Linked DNA regions of Arachis hypogaea: region 1 is linked to region 2. Evidence: chromatin contacts called from public Hi-C data. All regions are on one chromosome and are shown on one strand. Each heading gives the region's core, a stretch centred on a gene start, on an enhancer-like site or on the middle of the called end of the contact. The rest is flanking DNA. Distances are from core to core; before and after follow the strand shown.

The links. Hi-C and Micro-C count contacts between places; a contact is called where the count stands out from the background.
Region 1: a Hi-C map of leaf shows a contact between it and region 2, with 2.1 times the contacts expected there. The contact joins the promoter of LOC112800959 here to the enhancer-like site in region 2. A contact is called at or near these places in 4 of 8 Hi-C or Micro-C datasets (leaf and an unstated tissue).

The regions. Positions count from the first base shown.
Region 1 is chr5:23,758,268-23,761,305 of arahy.Tifrunner.gnm2.J5K5, forward strand. It overlaps LOC112800959, which reads left to right and starts at 1,309. Exons shown (of 5, transcript XR_011881875.1): 1 at 1,309-1,901; 2 at 2,187-2,369.
Region 2 is chr5:23,648,455-23,651,345 of arahy.Tifrunner.gnm2.J5K5, forward strand. No RefSeq gene overlaps it. Among protein-coding and RNA genes, the nearest start is that of LOC140184850, 22 kb to the left of the region's middle. Within about 2 kb of position 1,302, at least 2 of the 3 cell types and tissues checked have open chromatin away from gene starts, as enhancers often do.

The DNA.
Region 1 (3,038 bases), core at 59-2,558, 110 kb after region 2:
TTTTTGGAGGTACTGAAATACTGAAATTTTAGGGACAGAGACAGAAATTTTAGTACTAGTCTCTGGCCCAACAAAAATAATATTGAGTCTCAGTCTCTCAATCTCTATTTCAATACCTCGAAACAAACGCTATCTTAATTCTTAAACCTTCTTTATTAGTACTATCTAGTGTTTTTTCTAGTAATATATTTACTTAACTTTTAAACCCTATTTATTAGTACTATCTAGTATGGATTTGCCTTTTATTTTTTAGTTAGTCAGAAGATGAATAAGATAAAAGATAGACAAAAGTAAAGAAAGTTTTAAGAAAATTATTTATAAAGTAGTCAAATAAAGATTATGTGTAACAATCTCTTTATAAATATGATATATAATAAAATTTATCAATAACTATCGTTTGATCTATATAGTCAATTTTACTTAGTAAAACAAGACTTTATTGTTGTTATTGTATTAGTAACTTAAAAGTATAGTTTGTGAAAAGCGAATAAAAATAAAAACTTGACAATGTCATTATGTCAAGGGTACATTAGGAAGAACATATATTTTTTTTGAGGCTAGGAAGAACATATATAAAATTAAACAACGAAATTACTTAATTGATTTTATTAATAGTAAAATTAGAATGATAGTGATAGATTGATAAATACATAAATTAAAATAAAATAGCCAACAAAATATAAATATGTATTATAATAAATAATTTATTTAAATATATTAAATTATTAAATAAAATATTATTTTAATTCGTAACTTTTAGAATAAGTTATAATTTTTTTAATATTTGATATATTTTATTTTTATTCTAAATATTTTATTTTAGTCATATTGTCATAATTAATTTTTTTAAAATATTTTGTTATTATATTATTTTTAGATAACGACAAAAATTATAATTGTAGTAATTATAGAATGATAGTTGCAGTAATTTTAGAGCAAAAATGACTAAATAATAAAAAATAACAATAAAAAAATAAGGTTTTTAGACAAAAAATTTTAATTATGGCTAAAAAATTAAAATAAAACGAAATAAAGCATTTCAAATATTAAAAAAAAATAAACACTTAATTTAAAGGTTAGATATTATAACAATACTTTATCTCAAATTATTTAATAAAAAATACTAAATAGTCATTATAATTTATTATTTTTGACTATTAATTAACTTTTTACAGACTAAAATATATTAAATTATTATACTAAAAAACTTAAATTAATAAATAATTAAATATAATAACCAAAAATAATAAATTTTCGATAATCTTTCAGGATTTCTCTTATTTAATATCTCTTAATTAGTATTGACGTTAGTCAGCTTAAAATAAGCACATCATCATCAAACAATAATGGCACGGAGAGTATAATATATATGGAGTTATACAGGCACAGAAAAAATTGAAAGTCACGCACTTCCCTCATAGCCATATAGCTCAGTGTCCAACTTCACCTAACCGTTTTTTCCGTTAATGGAGTTTTTCACCAAGGCAAAAGCCGTTAAGCTCCGCAGCCACCTCGACAAGTACCTCGTGGCGGACCGGGACCTCGAGAAAGTCCACCAGAGCCGAAAAGGCGACACAAGAAGGGCCAAATGGATCGTTGAAGTCGTGAACGATGACGACATCAACGGCGGCGGCGGCAGCCACCGCGTCCGGCTGAAGAGCTGCCACGGGAGGTATCTTGCCGCTACGGAAACCCCTTTCCTCCTTGGGATGACCGGAAACAGGGTGGTCCAGGCAGAGTTTGACAACAGCCTCAGTTGGAAGTTCGAGTGGGAACCGGTTCGAGACGGTTTCCAGGTCAGGCTCCGGAGCTGGTGCGGGAAGTTTCTCAGAGGGAACGGTGCGACTCTTCCGTGGAGGAACACCGTCACTCACGACGACCCTGTTGCAGGAATTTCAAGTGTATGTTGAAACAGAATCTGTTATCTTATTACTTCACGACATTTGCACTCAAAACTCAAATCAGTACGATGTATTTATATATAGAACCATATTAAGTGTACATTAAAATAAATAAAAATTGCTTTTGTAGGTAATTTTAGTGTATAAATAATATTTTAATTTACATATATTATTATAAATATGGTGCCTAATTGGATCTGTTTCGGCACTAGTAGTAGTAGTTCAATTCGAGTAGTTCTTATCAATTTTGATCTTCCCTTAATAATTTATCTGTTACGTACACAGGGTTGGGTCCTATGGGATGTTGAGGCTGTGGAATTGCCGGAAGAAGAGGAAGATGATGAGGTGGATGAGTATGCTTCTTTGGCTTTCTCCGATGAGTTTTTCGCCCCTTCAGACCCGCCGTCGCCGATGTCCGTTTTCTCCCTCAAGTCTCCGCCAGTGAGGCAGGCCTCCAAGTTGGGTCAGGTGCGTACGTGTACTTTTTTTACGTGTTGATTTAATTGCTGTTTGATTTTTCCATTCTTCATTGATTGAATTTTGATTTTATTTCCCCTTTATTTGGTTTTCCTTTCATGGAAAACTTTTATAAGTTGTGAGATTGTTTGGAAATTATGGGCTTTTGAAGTCCTTAACCAATTTGATTTGAAAATTCTAAAAGGATGATTTCATTGGGTACATGCATTATTTTCTCACGGCAAGTATTAATTATTGATGATTTTTGAAAAGGACAACTCTATAGACCAACATTTTTAACAGACAAACAAAAAAAAAAAAAAGAAGAAAATTAACTATAAAATTAACGCAGACCAACAATTTTCTAAATATATTTCAGAGTAGCAAGGTTTACGTATAAATTCATATGTGAAAATCCTTGTAGATGTAGTGTCAGCCTAGGAATAACTCTTTCATCTAAAAATGTGAATGTTTCACATCCGGGAATCATGATCATAGATAATCCTTTTCTTTAAATTTTGGCCCAACTCGTAAGACACAGTATAATCCATCTACCATAAGTTAACTTTCTCTTTTTACTATTTAGGTAAGATCGCCTCTAAACATTCTCTAACAATACAACTGTGTAAACTAACACTGCTTAGATACCGTTTTTTTTTTTTTAATTTCTTCGGAAGAACC
Region 2 (2,891 bases), core at 52-2,551:
AACATAAACATCTCTAAAGTTGGCTTGAACTATAATTCTGACCAATAAATTATGCTGATCAAATACATAAACAAACGTACAACTAAACAACGAAGATAAAAGAAAAAATACACATAGAAATTACACGTCAAATATTTCCTTATGATTTAAACTAGCATGCATCCCAAGGAAAAAAATTTCATAATTGGGACGTATGCGTGAATTTTCAAAATATGATATATTTTTTTTGTATTTTCCAAAATATAAAAGGACAATTTTTAAAAAGTCAATCAGTAGGAATCATTTGTGTTTTTACAAAAATAAAAATAAAAAAGAGTAATATGGTCGAAGACAATCTGTATTTCTTCGAAAAAATATATTAAAAAGCATGCGTTTTTCAAAAAATAAAAAAATCATCGAAGTCGATTTGTGTTTTTTTGAAAAATAAAAAATAAAATAATATAATCACTAAATACGATCTGTATTTTGTCAAAGAAAAAAAAAAGGATAATCGACCGTAACAATTTCTACTTTCTCTATTTCATCACTTTACTTTTCTTCTACCATATTGGTGCTAATCACCAATCTCAGCATCATATAAGAAATAAACTGGCATTCCAACAACGGCTAGTTTTAAATTTTTAGATATCAATATAATTTTTATTTTATTTATTTAATATTATTAGAATTAGTGGGATGAGTTGGTATTGTGAGAGAGAGCAAAGCAATTTTATAACCTCTAATAGACAATTTGATTGAGGTATCAGTGTAAAGCAGTTCAGAGATTATGAGAGAGAGACTAAGAGAGACTAAGTAGTCTATCAGTGTAAACTAGTTGAGAGATTAGTTCCTTCTCACATTATTAAAAATAAAATAAAATAAAAAATAAAAAATTACTTACTACTTTTTACGTCAGTTTACTACTACATATCCTCGTAATGCTATTTTTTTACATGAAATTGATGATTGTCCAAAGATTTTAAGGAATGAAAATAAAGAAATTTTAAAAAATAATGAGAATTTATTATTTTTTAATTATTAATTAATTATTAATATTTAAAATATAAGTTAAAGTATATTATTAGAATATTAAACTAAAAAAATTAAATTATATATTAACTAAAAATAATAATAAATTTTGATAACTTTTTACCATTTTTCGTAAAGATATTTTCGTTGCTATCAAATTATCATTGTTAATTCCCTTAATTTGAAGATGCCAAGTTCACATAAGCGGAAAAGATAATTAATAGTGTCCAACCTATAATCTTTCTCTTTCACATGCTTGGACATTTTCATCATGGTACGTTGTCTAGTTGGCACTTTGTTCAATTTTAATTTCTAGCACCGTAGAAGAAATGCAGGTTAGTTGAATATTGACCGTTCTTGTCCCCTGGTCTCCCAAAATCCTTTGAAATTTTTAAGGTCCAATTAACTGCCTTAATATTTTTCTAGAGGCTACTATATATTGGATGCTGATATTTTTGAATGTATATAAGTCAACTCTTTTATATGTGCATACTATCTAGAATTTGATAGCCATGTATATCTAGGGTATACATTTTTCTTTTCTTTTAAAGTAAAAAAAAAATATATGACATTATTTTCAGAAAATAAATAACTTTAAGAAATGACACAATAATGATACAACAAACCTATTCGAATAAAGGATAAATAGCTTATATATGAATAGTAGCAGGTTAGTATAAATATTTAGATTAATTAAAAATAAATATTCTGAATAAAATACTATTACTAGTATTATATTTAAGATCAATGTAATATTAAAAAGTCAAATTTTTTAATCAATATCAATTATTCTTTTTAAAATTATTTTATTTATTTTAAATTTTAGATTTAAATTATATATTTTTAATTTTAAATCTTAAATTAAAAAATTTTAAAAATTAACTAATATTAATAATTAACTAAAAATTAATTCTTTATACTTTCTCTTCTAATAAGAACATGCCTCAAATCAAGCTTATAGAATTTATGAAACCCAAACTCTATCTGATTCATCCTCTCGCTTTAATTTCCAAGAAAGTATAAAGAAATTGCATCCTATTGTTGTGTTTTTGATGTTCTTAGAATAAAAACGTGCAACTACTTCTGAACATGGTGTACTTTGATCTGAGTCAGAGCATAACTCATACATTATACGTGCCTTGCTTTACATTATACACGTAATTTAGTTTATTTTTAATATATATTAAAAAATGAATTTTTAATATATATTAAAAAATGAATTTTTAATTTTTTAATTATTTAATAAAGTGTGATCTTTTATTTTATATTTTTTAAATAAAATAAAAAAATAAAAAAAGATATTGAATGATTAAAAAATATATTTTATCAAATAATTGAGAGAGAAAGTTTAAGAAGATTCATTTCTTATATACTGTAATTAGAAGTGGCAAACGGACTAGTTTGTTCCGCCCATTTAGTAAGGCGGTCGAAAATTTTCTTCCATCCCACTTAAAGGTGGACTAATGAGTTGGCGGGCCAAATCTCTCAGAATCATTTTTTTAACATTAAATATTAATAATATATAATTCCACAATTATTTTAATAAATTTATATTTTTTAAAGACATAAAAAAATTATAATTTTTAAATTTATAAATATTAAAATCTTTATAATTATAAATATATGATAAACATAATCATTAATCAAATATTTTAAAATAAAAAAATAAAATTAACACTATTTAAAATAAAATAAACATTGTCTAAACTATATAATTAAATATTTTTAAATTTTTAATAAATCAAACATAGAACATAATCTAAATTATAATTTAAATAAAACTGAAGAAATAATCTAAATACAAACATAAATTTTTTTTATAAAAGACCTTAACCCAAAAATAAAAATGACCGCCTAGTCGGGAGAATCCATCCTTTAACACT